Regions from separate parts of the Sus scrofa genome. Here regions 2 and 3 are each linked to region 1. The links are chromatin contacts, called in public HiChIP or PLAC-seq maps. All regions are on one chromosome and are shown on one strand. The core of a region is the stretch at or near the end of the contact, and the rest is flanking DNA. Distances in the headings are between cores, read along the strand shown.

Evidence for each region. HiChIP or PLAC-seq counts read pairs in DNA pulled down with a chosen protein or histone mark.
Region 2: a contact with region 1 is called in an H3K27ac HiChIP or PLAC-seq map of skeletal muscle, with 3 times the contacts expected there. The contact joins the enhancer-like site here to the promoter of PEBP4 in region 1. A contact is called at or near these places in 7 of 47 Hi-C or Micro-C datasets (alveolar macrophages, embryonic fibroblasts, mesenteric adipose tissue and 4 more) and 1 of 2 datasets of contacts at active chromatin or transcription factors (skeletal muscle).
Region 3: an H3K27ac HiChIP or PLAC-seq map of skeletal muscle shows a contact between it and region 1, with 4 times the contacts expected there. The contact joins the promoter of PPP3CC here to the promoter of PEBP4 in region 1. A contact is called at or near these places in 2 of 47 Hi-C or Micro-C datasets (liver and skeletal muscle) and 1 of 2 datasets of contacts at active chromatin or transcription factors (skeletal muscle).

What each region holds. Positions count from the first base shown.
Region 1 is chr14:7,171,327-7,173,956 of Sscrofa11.1, forward strand. PEBP4 (phosphatidylethanolamine binding protein 4) reads right to left here and starts at 1,315. Exons shown (of 6, transcript NM_001162888.1): 1 at 1,179-1,315. The coding sequence starts at 1,309.
Region 2 is chr14:6,676,842-6,679,471 of Sscrofa11.1, forward strand. SLC39A14 (zinc transporter ZIP14) reads left to right here. Exons shown (of 9, transcript XM_005657235.3): 5 at 2,251-2,373. Among named protein-coding and RNA genes, the nearest start is that of PPP3CC, 34 kb to the right of the region's middle. Within about 2 kb of position 1,295, at least 8 of the 83 cell types and tissues checked have an H3K27ac peak or open chromatin away from gene starts, as enhancers often do. A contact at or near this core is called in alveolar macrophages and skeletal muscle, where this site is marked.
Region 3 is chr14:6,710,452-6,713,081 of Sscrofa11.1, forward strand. It overlaps PPP3CC (serine/threonine-protein phosphatase 2B catalytic subunit gamma isoform), which reads left to right and starts at 1,338. Exons shown (of 14, transcript XM_005657236.3): 1 at 1,338-1,695. The coding sequence starts at 1,647.

The DNA of each region.
Region 1 (2,630 bases), core at 65-2,564:
GGACTTCCACATGTCATAGGCGTGGCCAAAAAATGTAATCGATAGGAGCAAAATTTGTGTTTTTTTTCTTTTTGGATCCAACTGCCTAACTTTTTTTTTTCTTTTTTCTTTTGTCTTTTTAGGGCCACACCCGCAGCTATGGAGGTTCCCAGGCTAGGGGTCCAATCGGAGCTGTAACAGCTGGCCGACATCACAGCAACAGCAACATGGGATCCAACCTGTGTCTGCAACCTACACCACAGCTCAAGCAATGCCAGATCCTTAACCCACTGAGCGAGGCCAGGGATCAAACCTGAAATTTCATGGTTCCTAGTCGGGTTGGTTAACCACCAAGCCACAACGGGAACTCCCGCCTAAAATTTTAAGGGAAAACATATTTCTCTTTCTAAAAGTAGTGTTTGTAAGAATTCAAATGCACTCAGAGAGACAGAGTAGGAAGTGAGAGTCCTTGCTCCCAGCCTCACTTCTGATGGCCTCAGAGGGATGCCAGCATACTCGGTCACCAAGCTGGTAGAGGAGGTTGCCAGCAGCATGGCTGGGGCAGCCCTGAGGATGACCATGTGTCCAGGACGATGAAGACTGGCTTTTCTGACCCGCAGGCAGGAGAGAGCCGAACTGATGAAAAGGGAGAGAAGCTTGCGCCCTTGGAAGAGACAAAGCCAGGCCTCGAGACCCAGACTTCCCTGAACAATGTCCATTGGCCACGCTCCCTAACAGGCCCACCTGTCCCGACGCCCCTAGAGCCTTGTTAGGGAACAGGAAACATAGGGAGGGTCCAATCACACACCCTCGGTCAAATAAATGCCACTTTCCTTTAAAATGCCACCTTGCTGGGGGACAGGAGGCGTTCCATGCTGGAGGAAATGATGGTCTCTTTCGGGTGCCAACACAGAGGGTGAGGCCACAGCCCCACAGGGCCCCTCGGGTTTGGAGGCCCGGGGGAGCGGACCAGATCTGCATACCCTCCTAGCCCCGAGAACCGCCCTTGGACAGCAGGGGCCTGAAAGGGTCTGAGTCCTTTCCTTGCTGTCATGTTCCGTCAGAATGGCCCCAGAGCTGCCTTATGTTCTGCCTTCCACAGAGGCTGCCTTGGGAGGCAGTGCCCCCTTGGTTCTGGAAGCACCCCCTCTTCGAGCCTCTAGCGCGGCTCTTGGGAGTGGGGGGCCACCCAGTCTTACTTGCAGAGCACAGCGTCGCTGTCAGACAAGGCCTCGTACACACATGGGTCACTGTCCTCTTCATCTCCGGGGACCGCCATCGTGAGGCCCAGGAACAGGGCTGCCGTAGCCAGCCTCATGGTCCAGCCCATGGGCACCTGGAACGGAAGGAACTTCAGTGCCACCAGGCCCGCCGCAGGGGGTGCTCTGCCCACCCCAGAGCCCCTGCCCCAGGGGCCCACCTGATCAGAACCCTCTGCTCAGTAGGGAGAAGTGCAAGGGAGAAGTTCCGGCCAGGCTGGGCTCCAGCAGCTAATCCGTACCCGGACACAAGAACCTTGGGCGGACCTGGGCCTCTTCCCAGCTGGACTCAATTTTCAGTCCTGGCTGAGGCCCCTCCTCCACGGAGCAGAGCTGTGCTGTCACTCTGCCTGCCGCCCGCCTGGGCGCAGAGCAGGCTGCAGCACAGGAGGGCTTATATAAGCCTCTTACACAGCCCCCCCTCACCCTGCCCCTCCCGAGTTACCCCTGTGCAATCAGTTGAGCCTCCTCCTTTGACTTTAAAGCAAACTCTGGGAGGCTGGTGACCCCAGGCTTCGGGTTCTGGGGGTGCTCATGACGGCCCCACCTTGCAGGGTTTTCTAGGAGCAGGCATGAGGCTGGGGTGCGCCCTTTGCACCAGCTCTGCTTCTCCCACCCACAGCTCCTCTGCCACCTGTCTTGAGAGCCTCGGGGCTGTCGGATGGTGGTCACGGTTGGACACGGTGACCCTGCGGAGGAGGGGCTGCTGCACAGGGGAGGAGGAGGGGAGGGCCACCAGGCCCTGAGGCCAGCTCTGAAGGGCCAGCTGAGGACAGAAGGGTGTGCCCGGCTGTACCTTGCACTGGTGCTGAACTCAGCACTCTCCCAAAATAATAGTCCCTGGAGAAGAAGGCCAGCAGAGCTGCTCAGGAAGGGGGAAGCTTGCACAACTCACTGCACTAGGAGGAAGGGGGGCCTAGGGCTGCGTTGAACACTTGCCTGGGACCCCTGGGTGGCCTTCGTTCCCTCAGGGAACAGGCCTGCAGGCAGGAGGGTGTGGGACTCTGATTGGAACCAGAGAGGCAGGGGGAAGATCAAAGGCAGTTCCTCCACCACAGGGGAAGGGGGAGGGGACCTCAGACACCAGTTTCTGCATTGAGCTCCACTACTTGGCTGGGGGAGGGGGGGGGTGTTGTCTCACACCTCTTCAGGATGCACCACGTCTTGTAAAAACAAATAAAATGATCCTGTCGCCCTTGTGCGGGCGAAGGAAGATGAGGGTAGGTCTAGAGTACATGCAGCTAGATCTTCAGAGAAACATTTCAGCAGAGCTTGCTTTTCAGTTGAATTCCTGCTTCCAGGACCCCAACTTGCAGCAAAAGCCCTTCTTTGGGGCAACAGACCAAACACATTTCTCAATAATCATACTCCCTGAAGTATGACAAAGGCTCC
Region 2 (2,630 bases), core at 45-2,544, 490 kb before region 1:
CACCAGGCAGCAGGGGCAGGAGACACAGGGTTCCACGCCCACCTCGAGTTCCTCCCCATTTCTCCTGAACCGATTGATGGAAATTGCATCAGACTTGAATCACTAACAAATGTTCTGTTTCTCTCTCCCTCCCTGCTTGTCTCTGATTTTTCCTTTTTGTCTCCTTTGTTAATATCCACCCAAACCTTCCCCGTTTTTCCCACCCCCCCCCATCCTCTCCCTAAATGGTGGCTGCTGTCCCGCGGGGCATTGGCCCTTCCCCCTGTCCCGGGTGGGGCTGGCTCTCCCCCAACGGCAGTGTGGGGGTACGGTCTCCTCTGCGTGACCGTCATCTCCCTCTGCTCCCTCATGGGGGCCAGCGTGGTGCCCTTCATGAAGAAGACTTTTTACAAGAGGCTGCTGCTCTACTTCATAGCTCTGGCGATTGGAACCCTCTACTCCAACGCCCTCTTCCAGCTCATCCCTGAGGTATGGCGAGCCAGGGCCCTCACACAGGAGCACGCCGTCTCCTGGGGGGAGGTCCTCCCTTCCTGGAAAGCGAGGCTAAGGCATAGGCACGAGCTGGGAGAGGCAGCAGAGAGTGGGTTTGAGAGCAGGTTCACCTCCCAGCTCCACCAGCCATAAGTTCTCTGACCTTGGGCAAGTCGCCTAAATTCTCTCTGCTTGAGGTCCAGCCCTCACACGCAAAATGGGACAGATGATGTCCTGAGGGTTCCGTGGGTCAATGTTGGTAACAAGATGGGTACCTAGTAAACGCTTACTGTTGGGTGAAGAGAGGTCGTGTAGTTAGATCGTGGTTTGGCTCCCAGTTCTGGGCTTTTGGCACACCAAAAAACGCCACATCAGCAGAGCCCATAGGTCTCAATTAAAAAGATCCCTTCTTCTCAGGCCAGCCTCACACATTGACAGCACCTTTGCCCTGTCTCCTGGGCTCACCAGGAAGCCCTCCCTAAGGGTGGGGGCGGAGCAGTGCTCACAAGGTTTGGCAGGGCTTTGGAGGAGTTTCCGACCCTCGCTGTGGGTGGCCTGACTACCTGTGGGTGGGCCCAGACTAGTGGGAGGTGAAGCAGAAAGATGGCGCCCAGCACTCCTTAGAGCAGTTTGTTTTCCAAGATATGGTTTTGGGTTTTGAGTTGATCCTTAGATCAACTCTGTGATGTCTAGAAAAAAGGAATGTTTTACCCATTTAATGGATGCAGAATCCAACCTGCACAGGAGCTCATATCCCAGGGCTTTGCGTGGAGAACTGATGGTTGCCTCTTCCTGCTCCACTTTTCCCTAGCATGATTTGACTTGCAGGGAAAGCCAGCCTGAATGTGTCATTTCTATTCTAGAACTTGACCTTTAATGTCTTAGAAAACTATACTCAGGGTCGAGATTGTGTTTTGTCCTTTTAAAATAGAAAAGAAAAACACAGAGCAGCCTAGAGTTCCTGGCACTGGTGGTCACTTTTATCTGTGACCCGTTCATGAGAGCACCGGTGGTCATTCAAGAGGCCCATTTCCTGTCAGGAAGCTGAGGAGCAGATCACCAGACACTCTCTCAAGGCACCCCCTCCCCCATGAGTCAGGAGCATAACTGAGAATGGAGTTCTCCTGATTTCCACTCCTGTTGCTTTCCAATTTCTTTTTTTTTTTTTTCCCTCCCTAATAAGTGAAGTTCCCAGAGCTCAAAACAAAACCCCCCAAATTGACACATGCAGGAACACTGTCTGCTTTCTCGGCTTTGTGGTCACTGGGAGGTCTGCGGTCAGGAAGATGCTGCAATTGTACTGTTTAACTGGGGAAAGGATTTCCCATTTTAGATGGTGTAATTACACCATCTCCCTCTGTGTTTACAGGCAGATCAGCCAGGGATACTAGATAACGATGGAAATAAGCACACGTGTCTTCTCCTTAAAGATGGGATCTGCCGGCCAAGTCTGCCCTTGTAGCAAAACAAAGCACCAGGAAAAATGAAGACAGAGTCCTTGTTAAAAGTAGAAAACCAAATCCGGGACTGTTCTTCCTGAGAGTAAAATTCCAAAGACAGCTGTCTATCTGCATCAGAAAGTGAGCTAGAGAGAACCAAGCAGGACTGGTGATGTGACATTAGGGAACCATCAGGAGTTAGATTATGCTGGAAAGCGATTGGGCAGAGTGGTCCCAACCTCTTCCTCTCCTAGATCCAAGGAAGTGGTTAAAGAGATGAGAAGGGACCAGTGAAGGTTTTCTATATTCTTAAATTCATTTTGTTTTCCCGGGTCCACAGGCTTTTGGTTTCAACCCAACGGAACGTGATTATGTCTCCAAGTCTGCAGTGGTGTTCGGGGGCTTTTATCTTTTCTTTTTCACAGAGAAGATCTTGAAGATGCTTCTTAAGCAGAAAAATGAGGTGAGCATCCACATCAGACACGTCGATGTATCTTGGTGGTGGTGTTACCTCAATACCACTCCAGTGAGCCTGCCTGGATTCACACCCCCAGGTTATTTCCTGAGGAGATACTCCACTTCACCTCAGGAGGGGATTAGCAGGGGCTGAGGGCGAACCAGAAACTAGATCTGGCCTTTGTGCCTTTTACGAGGCAGTATACCGCTTTTGTGTTAGTATAGGTTATTCCCTTCATAGAATTTTATACCTTTCATAGATGG
Region 3 (2,630 bases), core at 88-2,587, 460 kb before region 1:
ACCTGATGATGTTGCTGTGGCTGTCCTGTAGGCCTGGCAGCTGCAGCTCCCATTTGACCCCTAGCCTAGGAACTTCCATATGCTGTGACTGTGGCCCTAAAAAGCAAAAAAAAAAAAAAAAAAAAAAAAAAAAAGAAAGAAATTTCCTCTGTTTAATAAAAGTATGGAGCTCTGATTACTTTTTCTTTTTTTGGCTGCACCTAAGGCATGTGGAAGTTCTCAGAACAGGGATCCAACCTGCACCACAATTGCAACCTGTGCCACAGCTGTGGCAACGCTGGATCCTTACCCAGCTGCGCCACACAGGATTTTTTTTTTTTTTTTTTTTTTTGCTTTTTTAGGGCTACACCTGTGTAAGTTCCCAGGCTAGGGGTCAAACCAGAGCTGTAGCTGCCTATGCCACAGCCACAGCAACCTGGGATCCAAACTGAATCTGTGACCTAAGCAGCCGCTTTTAGCAATGCCAGATCTTTAACCCACTAAGCAAGGCCAGGGATCAAACCCGCATCCTCATGGATACCAGTCGGATTGGTTTCTGCAGCGCCACAAGCGGAACTCCAGTCCTCTCCCTTTCTTACGAGTGGAAAGTAGACGGGGCCCAAAGGAGGGTCTTATCCACCCACTAGGAAAGCGTCTCTTCTCTGCCCCTTATTACTGAATTGGAACTAGGATGGGCGCGAATGGCCTTCTTACTATACCAACTGCTCTTGACAAGTGTGACAACTTAAATCAGGGGTTTAAATGGGTTTGGTGAATGAGGGCTGGAGCGTGGTCAAATGGATAAAGATTCCTAGAGAGAGAGTATGTACGTGTGTGTGCGAGGGGTGGTGTGGATACCCAGAGGACAGGGAAGGAGACCTCCGGTGGGGAAGGTCAGGGAGGTCAAGGGCTCTCTGTAAGGTGGCCCCAGGGGGAACAAGGAGGTGCACAGGTCCATCGAGCCGCTGCTGGTGCACAGGTCCATCGAGCCGCTGCTGGCTCGTTCGGGCCGAGTCACAAAATGGCCGCTGCTCCGCTGGGACCTTCGGTGCGGGACAGAGGGGCTGGTGGTAGGTGCTCCAGGCCCAGGCGGCGCAGGCAGCCGAGGACGCAGGGGCAGGGAGGGCAGGCTAGAGGAGAAAGGAAAACCGACTGTCGGAAGCTGGAGGACAGGAAGGAAGAGCGCGTGAGCGCAGGGCGGCCTCGCACACTGAAGTCCTCCCGACGCAGAGTAAAGCCGGGGTCGTGGACTCTCCGGGGGTGGGAGGTCAGGCGGCAGCGCCGGCCAGTACAATGGGGCCGCGCGCCCCCTCCGCACCGCGGCGGTGACGGCGGCGCGCGGGCCGCCGGGAAGTCTGGAGGACGCCGGGCGGGAGCGCGCGAGCGCGCGCACGCGGGGCCGGGCCGCTCGCTGCCGCGGCGGCCGGGGTTTCCTTCTTCAGCAGCGGTCGCCAGCGCCCCGGACGCTGTGCCTCTGGAGCGAGCGGCCAGAGGGCCGGCATCCTGTCCGCTGGGCTCGAGGGCGGGCTGCCGGAGCTGCCTCCTTCTGGTGCCTGGGCCGCCCTGAGGAGCGGTGCCAGGCCACGGCGGGCTGACCGGCCCCAGGGAGCCGAGACCGGAGGCGCACGTCTGGCGGTCTCCTGTACCGGGAGGAGGCCGAGGGGACCATGTCCGGGAGGAACCTCCACCTTTCCACCACCGAGCGCGTCATCAAAGGTGCCGAGCGGGCCGGGCCTTCCAGTCAACCCGCGGGAAACGGCCCAGGGCCAGGCGAAGGCTCGGGGCCAGAGGGAGGGAGCCGAGGACAGGAGGCAGGAGGGCGGCGGGGTCCCGGGCAGCGCCCATCCCAGAGGAGGATCCGGAGGGGGTGTGGGAGACGCGAGGTGGGGATCCCCACCCGGGCTACCCCGCGGGGGCGCCGGGCGTTTTCTGTTGCACCTGGACTAGTAGCTAGCTGGAGATTGCTGGTTTATCTCCTGTAGTGTCAGATTTCCAGGCTGGGTGGGGAATTTCTTCTCCTACCACCCTCAATGGGCCTGGATCCTTTTTTTTTTTTTTTTTTTTTTAAAGAAACGATTCCTCTTTTCTGGTCTCTTACCTGGGGAAGCCATCTAGGGCGATGTGGGCAGGGAGTGTAGTAGACTTCCAAATCAGACCTTTCCACCACTTCCCTTCTGTACAGTCAGGTCTTTCTTGCCTCTTCCCCACCCTTTTTTAAAGGATGGATGACATACACCTTTTTTAGCCCACTTTCTCCAGATCTTCACAGGCCACTGCTGTTATTAAAATAAACCGTATCGTGACATAAATACAAATAAATCCATTTTATGATATTTGAAAGCTATCTACAGTTCTCTTGACATGATTTTTGGTGTTTTATTTTCCTTTTGGCCATGGAGGCTTGGAGAATGAGCTTCTCTAATTCAGATGTCCAACTAAAACTAAAGTGTTTCTTACTAATACTTGCAGGGTTTTACATGGTAGCTGTCTCTGCCCTTAAACTAAGAATAGTGGTTTAAACATAACCACTAATTTATGTGCTTCTTTTGTTCAGCCATAAGACTTATTAAGTACAACTCTTTTCTCTGAGTTTCAACACTCTGGTTTGAAAGCACTCTTTTATAAGATGGGAATATACCTAGACCAGGTGT